3 separate regions of the Canis lupus genome follow, and regions 1 and 2 are each linked to region 3. Evidence: chromatin contacts called from public Hi-C data. All regions are on one chromosome and are shown on one strand. The core of a region is the stretch at or near the end of the contact, and the rest is flanking DNA. Distances in the headings are between cores, read along the strand shown. Region 1 holds the start of CSDE1 (cold shock domain-containing protein E1). Region 2 holds the start of NRAS (NRAS proto-oncogene, GTPase). Region 3 holds the start of BCAS2 (pre-mRNA-splicing factor SPF27).

Evidence for each region. Hi-C and Micro-C count contacts between places; a contact is called where the count stands out from the background.
Region 1: a Hi-C map of blood shows a contact between it and region 3, with 3 times the contacts expected there. The contact joins the promoter of CSDE1 here to the promoter of BCAS2 in region 3. A contact is called at or near these places in 2 of 9 Hi-C or Micro-C datasets (both in blood).
Region 2: a Hi-C map of blood shows a contact between it and region 3, with 4 times the contacts expected there. The contact joins the promoter of NRAS here to the promoter of BCAS2 in region 3. A contact is called at or near these places in 3 of 9 Hi-C or Micro-C datasets (blood, skin fibroblasts and tumor fibroblasts).

Annotation. Positions count from the first base shown.
Region 1 is chr17:52,984,071-52,986,920 of UU_Cfam_GSD_1.0, forward strand. CSDE1 (cold shock domain-containing protein E1) reads right to left here and starts at 1,396. Exons shown (of 20, transcript XM_038561840.1): 1 at 1,264-1,396. It overlaps LOC111090677 (a long non-coding RNA gene), which reads left to right and starts at 1,585. Exons shown (of 3, transcript XR_005372612.1): 1 at 1,585-2,052.
Region 2 is chr17:52,944,159-52,947,351 of UU_Cfam_GSD_1.0, forward strand. NRAS (NRAS proto-oncogene, GTPase) reads right to left here and starts at 1,655. Exons shown (of 7, transcript NM_001287065.1): 1 at 1,580-1,655; 2 at 945-1,072. The coding sequence starts at 1,055. It overlaps CSDE1 (cold shock domain-containing protein E1), which reads right to left. Exons shown (of 20, transcript XM_038561840.1): 20 at 1,838-3,150. The coding sequence ends at 3,103.
Region 3 is chr17:52,816,190-52,819,131 of UU_Cfam_GSD_1.0, forward strand. BCAS2 (pre-mRNA-splicing factor SPF27) reads right to left here and starts at 1,623. Exons shown (of 7, transcript XM_038561837.1): 1 at 1,439-1,623; 2 at 1,213-1,305. The coding sequence starts at 1,462. It overlaps DENND2C (DENN domain-containing protein 2C), which reads right to left. Exons shown (of 17, transcript XM_038561835.1): 17 at 2,450-2,942. It overlaps LOC102155048 (a long non-coding RNA gene), which reads left to right and starts at 1,697. Exons shown (of 4, transcript XR_005372607.1): 1 at 1,697-2,413.

The sequences.
Region 1 (2,850 bases), core at 146-2,645, 170 kb after region 3:
TTATAAAAAACTAAGTCTATCAAAGGAAATTTTTTTACAGTGCCATTGGGCGTCCTCCCTCCATCTCCAGCCCTGTCTCCAAACTCTTTTAAAAAGGCCCACATTCTTTCACTCATTTGAGGTGCAAAATAATTTCATCCTACAATGTTCAGATTTTTGTGTTTGCAGACTGAAGGCTGTTTTAGGGAGCGTTCCCTGCCTCACGTTTGAGTCAAGCAAGAAAGGAGCAGTCTGGGTGTTTCTAAAGGAAAATCTTAAAGCAAAAGAACTGTGACTCTAAAATTTTATACTGATAAAATATCGGTTAAAAACCTCAAGTGTCTCCAACCAGGGCTCTAAAAAACTACAAAGAATGACGAAGCCAAGTCGTTCATTGCTCAATGTAGGCCAGGCTCCTGCACCAAAGAACCAGAGACGGTGTTAAGGACGACTCCACTGAGCTCTAACAGCACGCCCTAATCCCAGGATATTAGAGAGGGAGCCACGTGCCTAAGATTAGAGATTGGTTCCCTTTCTCAAGAAGCCGAAGGGGGAGCAAGAAGGGAAGGCTGGGTGCTGAGACTCAAGACAGACAGCTCCAGGTGAGCCTAAGTAAAGATGACACTTCGAGTGTGCTACTGTGCCAGACGTGGCCGGGGAAAAGGCTCTGAGCATTTAGATGGAGCAGGGTCTCGGTCCATACACGAAGGAGGCGCCAGTACCGCACTGCGCTCTGATACTCGTAGTCAGATCCTCGAGCAGGTGACAAGACAGTAAACTATACGGTCCACAGTGAGAGTAGGCCCCTCACCCTCTGCCTCGGGCTCCTCCAGTCTCACACAAAGGACCGCGCCACCACCCCCTCGCCCCGCCCGCCGGGACTTGTAGTTCCCGTTTCCCCCACCAAGCCGCAGAGGAGGAAGTGGCTAGACTACAATTCCCAGCAGCCTCCGCGCCCGAGCCCCGCACCCCTGCCTCCATCTTGGCTGCGGTCGGAGCCTCCATTTTCGCTCCCTCCCCCCACTGTAGACACCACCACCACCACGCGCGGCTGCCTGGCCTAGGCTCTTCGTTTCTGCTCTGAGGCCTGACGTGAAGCTTAGACAGTTAAACGGGGGCCAGGTGGAAAAGCCCAGGGTAGAGACTCAGGGGGAAATCTTCTCTGCCCGGAGCTCTAGGAGTGCCCACCTTGACTCAGAAGTCTCTCCCGTTAGTCTTGGTCTTCTCATCTGTCCCTAGACTGGCTTCTTGCTACCCCCAACTGGACCCCGAGGTCGTACTCACCCCAACAGCTCAGCGCCCCCTCTCCAGCGCCGCCATAAGCAGCACGGCCCGGTACGTAGGAATAAATCTCGCTTCTCTCGCGAGAGTTGCGGGCTCCGAGCGCGTGCACGGGAAGCGGGGCGGGGTGTTGGGGGGGGGGAGGTACTCCTAATACGCCTGCGCATGAGGGTTGAGTGACGCCAACCGGTGCCCTGCGCCTAACCACAACCAAGATGGTGCCACTGTTAGCCCTACGTTCCCTCCCCTGGGAGCTGCGGGAAGCAATTTCGGTGTTTACTGACTCCGCTGGGACGCCGGGGGCGGGGGGGCGGGTAACTTTGGGCGTCTCTGCTCTTTGCAAACCTGAATATGCCTAAAGCAGCGAGGCCAGGGTAAACTTTAAGGGCGAACAATTTGGAGGACTTATCAAGGAATGTCTTATAAAGGATTTCGCTTTTCTCAGCGATAATCCGGAAGCCCCAGACCCAGATTCTCCTCACAGTGCAAGCTTTTTTTTTCTGTCTGCTATAATACACTGGAGTTTTCATTAGTATAGAGTAGGTTTTCAGTAAGGTAATTCGGAACTTTTACGCGAGACCTTTGTTTGCCAGAAACTATATTGGTTGCAACAGATGGACAAGAGTGAGCAAAGCGGCATAATCATTAAAGAACAAAACAAAAAACCCCACAACTCCTTCAACTGACCTTTGTAGTCACCAGAAGATATTTGTGTTGTATCCCGTAATCAAAGAAGCTGAATCAGTAACCAAAAGGTGGAAATCAGGGCAAATGGATGATTAATCCAACGAGGTAAGAGGAAGGAGGAAAATAGTTAATTGTGTCCACAGAAAAGTTCAATGAATTATCCCTTGTCAAACAATGGAGCAGTACCCTCTGGTGAGAGGAATGCTTTTCCCAGATTCCATGGCTCTCTCTCTTGACAGTATTGGGTAAACAATGACCGGTCATGCTCTTGAGAACTCTGCTACCCACTTTATTTTCGCTTTCAACACATTTATCCTGCATCTCTTATATGTCATCGTTGGGGTGTGTACAGTTCTCAAAATAAATGGATAAGTTTCTGTCCTCAAGGAACTTTCAGTCTAGCATCATTCAGTAATCGCAAAAACAAGTTTAAACGTGTACAGCAAAGTAAATGCAGTGTTAAGAGAGTAAATACCCTCCAATTCTCAGCAAATTATCTTGAATTCTAAGAGGAGGCAGTATCCTATTTAGGATGTTGAAAGATTTTTTCTCTTACCTCTGTTGGTATTGGTCCAATTCCATTCCACCTCCAAGCTGCCTCTTTGTTCCCTTTAATGACGTCCCCTGTTTTCCTAGGCACAAGATATTTGCTTCATATTTGCTTTCAATGCTTTCCTAGCTCACTGAATTGTAATTATTAGTTTATACTCGGTAGTGATACTTTTAGGACAGGGCCTGTGACATTCATCTTTGTATCCTTGGTCCTGGCAGTGCTTGGCATAGACAACTCTCAAAAGTTTGTAGAATGAATAGCACTGAACAACAGTGTAGGAAGTTGTTAGAAATTGGAATGTTCTGTTGGGGGCAGTACAAATCGTTTGATATATCAAACCAGCTGTTTTG
Region 2 (3,193 bases), core at 405-2,904, 130 kb after region 3:
CTCTCTGGGGCACTGGAAATGGTCTATATTTCTGAGTTGTGGACTTAAAAAATTTTGGTTCTTGAGCTATAGCTACGCCATTTGTGTATTTTACTGTATATTACCCTTCAATAAACACAACTCAGAAGAATATTAAAAGGTCCTAATTATTAATGCTGCTAAGCTTAAAATGAAATTTCTGCCAAGGACTAATGATTAATTTTTAATAATTGCCATGATAGCTAGCTTCTATTAAACACTCAGTGGCAAGGCAGTAGAAAGACCACAGTGTGGATTAAAATAAATCTCTAGTCAGACATTTCTAAGCTGAATAAATCTTCTATTTAAAGGACCTAAGATGCCATTTATTCAAGCCAATATATAACATGAACGTACACAAAAACTTATACTGATTTTTCCTCAACATTCTTGTGTGTGTGATAGGCAGGACATGTTTATGGTACTTTAAAAAATGAGGAAAATGAGGCTCAGAGTTTAAGTGATTTGCTCAATATAACAAAATGAAATAAACTACAAACAGGGACTGAAAGAAATCTAGGCAGTGACTCAAAATCTCATGTTCTTTCCACTTCAGCCCAGTCTCAGCTGCTTCAACCAGCTAATTAAAATTGAAGAACACCTAGATTTTTGAATCTTTATCTACATCCTATTACTCAGTCACTCTTACTACGTATGGCCTGTTTCTTTTCAATAGAGCTGTCATGAGTTCAACAATGAATATGCAACAGTTTACTAAACTGCCGATTTTTAAGAAAATCTTTACCAATTAATAAAAATGAGCTCTTCTCCACAAACATGGAAAGCTTCGTTATTGTACTCCTGAATGCAGCACCCCAAATAACTTCTACTTTCTCTCTTGATGATCACTTTGGCTAAAGGATACGTGCAGGGGGGAACCAAAAGCCAGAGGTAGGGTCAGTCAGCACACTACCACCCGGCCTCACCTCTATGGTGGGATCATATTCATCTACAAAGTGGTTCTGGATTAGCTGGATTGTCAGTGCGCTTTTCCCAACACCACCTGCTCCAACCACCACCAGTTTGTACTCAGTCATTTCACACCAGCAAGAACCTGTGGGAAAGCAGCAATTAGGTTTAATGGGCGAGCCACAACTAGAGAACTTCAAAAGCTTTCTATAATCAATAGTAACTAAAACGTTGAGTTTGAAATGTATCGGCTGCATACACGTGAACTTCCACTCGGCTCTCAAGGTGATTCCGGAGCGCAGAAACCCTCGCAGGTTACTGCGGGCCTCCGAATTGTGGCTAGTCGCCTGGCTACCCCCACCCTGCTCTATTTTTCAACAGTCCGTGGGCCCCGCCCTCAGCCTAAGGTAAAGGAACCCCCCCCCCCTTCCTCCACCTCCCGCAAGTCTTCTCAGCTCCGGTGGGGAAGCCTCCAGCCCGGCCCCTCGTCTTCCACCCCCACCAGTCTTCAAAAATCTCCCCCATAGGGCTTAAAACGAAGGACCCCCGCCCAAGGGCCTTTGTCTCCGGTCTGCAGACTCCGTTCGATTCCGGGCAACAAGGAGGCGCCCGTATGCTCCAAAGGCGAACGCTACACACCACAGAACCTTACCTCAAGCTTCGCCGCCTCCGCTTCCGACGTATTTAGGACCACAACTAGGAGAAAGGTTGGAGACCCCGGAACCGCCATGAACAGCCCCCACTAGGGAGCGGCACTTCCGGCCCCGCCCGCTACGTAATCAGTCGGCGCCCCGGGCGCCCGAGTCCCCGCCCCGGCCACGTGGGCCCCCGACCCAGGAGTCACGCGGCGGGCCGCACCCATTCCCGCCCCTCCCACACAGGACGCCTCAAAAATGAAAGCGCTAGGTGCTAGAGTCTCAAAAATCAGTAAAACTTTATTCGCTTCCATTCTTTCGCCATTAACAGAAAACTGGAGAAAGCAAAAATGTTTCGTGTTTACAAAGATAAACGGCCTCTTTACCCAGAGAAGATCAAAACCTCAAATGACAACGGGGAAGATAAAAGCGCCCTCCCCCACATCCCCTGAGCTGCCCTTGTCATCTTAGACAAAGCCTTCAGTCCACTGGCCAGGGGCCCTGGATGTGGCCAATTCAAGATGAGGGCCAAGAAATCAGACCAATCCGTTCCCGTGATATAAAGTCGAACAGAGGCTACACCAAGGGTCAAGTGCCTGTATTTCACAGGACACAGGAACCAGGCGGCTACTTATAAAAAAAACAAGATTCATTTCAGGCACAACTTTTTTATTTTTTTTTTTGTTTTGTTTTTAAATCAGTAAAAGAAACTGGGTCCTAGAAGCTGCAGTGATCTAAGCAGCAGCAAGTTTGTGCATTCTTTTTTTGTTGTTGTTTAAATACGATTAAATTACCACACTGCTGGCACACCTCATTTGCATGAAATTCTGCACCATACATACTAATTGTAGTAAAGTTACCCCCCCTCCCCAATCCCAGGAAAAAAGAAACTACTCTGGAAGATAATTTTCACTGAAATCTAACCAAACTTCGTTAAGTGGACTGTGACAAGATTATAAATGATATGAAAAATAACATTTTAACATTTGGCCATCAACTTAAGGAAATGGTTTGCCTATACAAATTTTTATAATTTTTGTTAATTTTTAATATATTCTACCTTCATATGGTCCTCAGAATTAAAGCATAATGAACAGGAAAGAAAAGGAAAAGAATGCAACTGAGTGCTAAGGCAGAACATCGTGCCAGATAGTAATGAAGGTAGAGTATATGCTAAATACCAAGTGCAGAATTTCATAGGGCCAACAAGATAACAGTCTATATTTTCACTTACACAGGCGAAGTGGATTTTGCAATTACCAGTTGCGTTAAATGCACCAAATAAAGCTCCTAAAATTGATACTATAAGGCGCCACCTTAAGTTTTCCAGGCTGCAACTGTGCATAATTTTTAAAATGGTTTTCTTAAATTTATTTATTTTTTAAACATAACACGAGGAAGGTGTTAAAACTGGTGTAATAGCTCAATAGAATAAGTATTCCAGATTTTGGGAGGGATGAAGAGGGAGATATTCAGAACCCTTCACCAGAATCCCCCCAACTTGATCATAGTGGATTAATGATGTGCTTTGTGGATGTGGTTAGTCAATGACACCAGCTTGACGGATCTTTCTTTCTGCACCAAATCCCTGTGAAGAAGTAAAACTGTAGTTAATGGCTATACAAGCATTA
Region 3 (2,942 bases), core at 373-2,872:
TTAGAACATTTAGAAAACCAGGGGAAAACGACGTATCATTTCTCTTTTAATTTTGATGAGTGATTGGTGTTTTATGAAAAAGGGTTGTCCGATTTACAAAGTATTAGGTAGTGTATTTCCTTTTGCTTATGACTTTATTAAAGTGGCCTCATGATATCTTCCTGAGCACCGCTACAAATGCAAAGTGAAATATTTGTCAAATTCTTTAGACCTCTTCATTTGTTAATACTCGGCTACGATAGTGCTCATGTTTTTGAGAAACATGCCACGTTCAAATCTGAATACGTTCTTCACGCTCCCAATGGAGCTTTCATCTAGTGGAGGCTTCCTCTGGCTTCCAGGCTGGAGAAATTTTTGAACTGTGGGAACGTAGCTGATTATGGCCTTGAATTCCTGTAGCAGAGGGAAGCCTTGCGAGGACACTGGGTTTGCACTCTTCAGCCATTAAGGACGACTTCAAGGAGCTGTGTACCCAGCTCAGCCCATTGCCCATAAGAAAATCTTGCCCATGATCTCTTAGTGCCTATTTAAAACTTAACCGACTTTTCATGTTACTTCAATATAAATACTGTATTTTAATAACAGAATTCTTTCATTAGATATATAGTTACCTATAACTGGGGGAAAAAAATCCCAAACACGTATATACTAAAACGCCCAACAGAATCTATTAACTCAGAGATGATATTTAACATTTCTTTAGCTGATTACACACCAAGTATCATCTTGGGTGCGCTTCCAGGCTAAATATTTAAATAGCATCGTACTTACAAGTGGCCTGTCACTCCCGTCATTCACATACATTCGGTAAGTGTGTAGGCTGTGACACCAAGGCCGCCCTACAGTGGTTCTCAGGAGCCTCGGCTTATATATATTAAAAATTCCTTATCACTTGTTCTAGAGTAGATCTTAGTAGAGGCGATGCCTCTGAGAATTAACGCAAAGAGCCCACCTCTGAAAAGCGTGCACACTCATGTTTGCATTGTTAGTTCGCGAAGCCCCAGAGGCTTCCAGTGCGACCCAGAGTAAGAACGCCGGAGAAGGCTTACCCAGCTGTTTTCAATGCGCCGATAACACAAATCTAGTGGAGTAACTATTAGCTAAGCAAGCAATAGTTAAAGCCAGAACTTAAAATGCACTTTTACGTGGCTACGACTGTCAGAGGTTCGCAGGGTCCTGGCTCCCACGGTGGCCTCAAGACGCCACACTTACTTCGAAAGCTGAGTAATCCGGGGCTGTCAAGTAGCTCAGGTAGTTCTTAGTGGGTCGGTATCTGCGGGTTTCCTCCTCCACCAGCGCTGCAGCCTAGAAACGAGAACAGGGGCCGGGGTCGGGGCAGCGACTCGTAAGTGCTTCTTCCAGCACTAAGGGCCCGAGAGCGCTGAGTCCGCTACACGGCCCGAACTCACCGCTTCCCGCACACCCGGCGCCTCATAACCTTGGTCAAAATACGGCAGCGCATCTACCACCACCTCTCCGGCGACTAAACCTGTGCCCGCCATTCTCGGCCTCGCCTGAGTCTTCTGTATCTGCGCAGACTCGGGCCCATTTCATTACGCTTGCGCCGCGCTGGCCACTGAGGTTCTGCACGTCGCCTGCGCAGCGCTCTGGCGCATGCTCAACTGTCACCTCCGGAGGCGCGCCCGCCCAGCGGCTCGGCAGTGCCCGGCCATTTTGTTTTGGTCGGACGTGACGTCACGTCGCGAGTTCCCGGAATCAGCAGACCGTCTCTATTTCCTTTCCCTCCAGTGTGCTCCCACTTTTTGCCTCCGACTGGGAGCAGTTTGGAGGGGGAGTGGGACTTTTCGTTCCCCGCAGGAGGCTGGTATCTGGGAGTGGAAAGCTTTAAAAAACTTTTGCAGGAAACTGGCTGCAGGGACTTGGCGGGGAGAGGACGCTGGTTTCCCACTCCCCTGACCTACCACCTACAACCCTTATCTTTTCTGTTTGTGGCGGTTTCTCTCTTCTCCTTGCGCTACTTGCTGTACCCCGCCCCCCCCCCCTTAGTCGTCGGCTCCGCGAGAACCCTTGCCTTGGGCAAATGCAGTTACTGGACAGATTCTGCACGTCGGCGCCAGTCGCCCGTCAAAATCGCGAAGCTTTAGGGTCTGCGCAGCAACAGGAGCCGCCCTGTTGCTCTAAGGTGAGCCGCGCACCGACTCAGCTCCGACAAACCGCGGCCCCTTCGCCGTCGGGGCGTACCCGAGAGCCAGTCGTTGCCTCCCGGCCCCCGGCCCCCCGCCGCGGCCCGAGACCAAGCAGGGACCCGGGCTGCACGCCCCGCCCGCAGAGCGGTCTACACCGGCCGGCGCCTGGAAGCGCTGCCCACGGCTGGAGTCGGCTTAGGCTACGCTGAAACCGCTCATGAGACAAACGTGCTATCGGTTTAAGCGAAGTATAAGACCTTTACGTCGTAAGTAACTTTATTTAAAATTATCCAAGAGACCCATGGAATTTTTGTGTTTATTCATTAAAAGATCTGTAAACGACACTTTGTACAAATCTTGAGCAACTCTTTTACAAGTACGTCCAGCACTCAATACTTTACAAAAAATAAAACAGACCTAAGAAAAGGAGGCAGCTTCAGGTCACGGGGATAAAATAAGACCCATCGCTGAAGCAAAGGTCTCCTCACAGAGGGACGGTCAGGATTCACCACGGTAATGCCCACCCTCGTTGTATAAACAAGTCCCAATTACTAAGTCTCCCCTCAGGGTTGGAGTGGCACATGGACAGAGATGTCTGGTAAGAGCCCTGCTGGAGTAAGATGCTTAATAAACTTTTTTTTTTTTTTTTTTTAATAAGACATAGGCTCAGTTCCATTTTCTAGAGTCGTAAGAATTACATAGCACCGGTCTTAAATGGGGTATGCTTCAGATTCATTCATGTACACCTGAATGGGTTGTGAGGACAATACTGTACAAGTCAATAAACTGTATCAT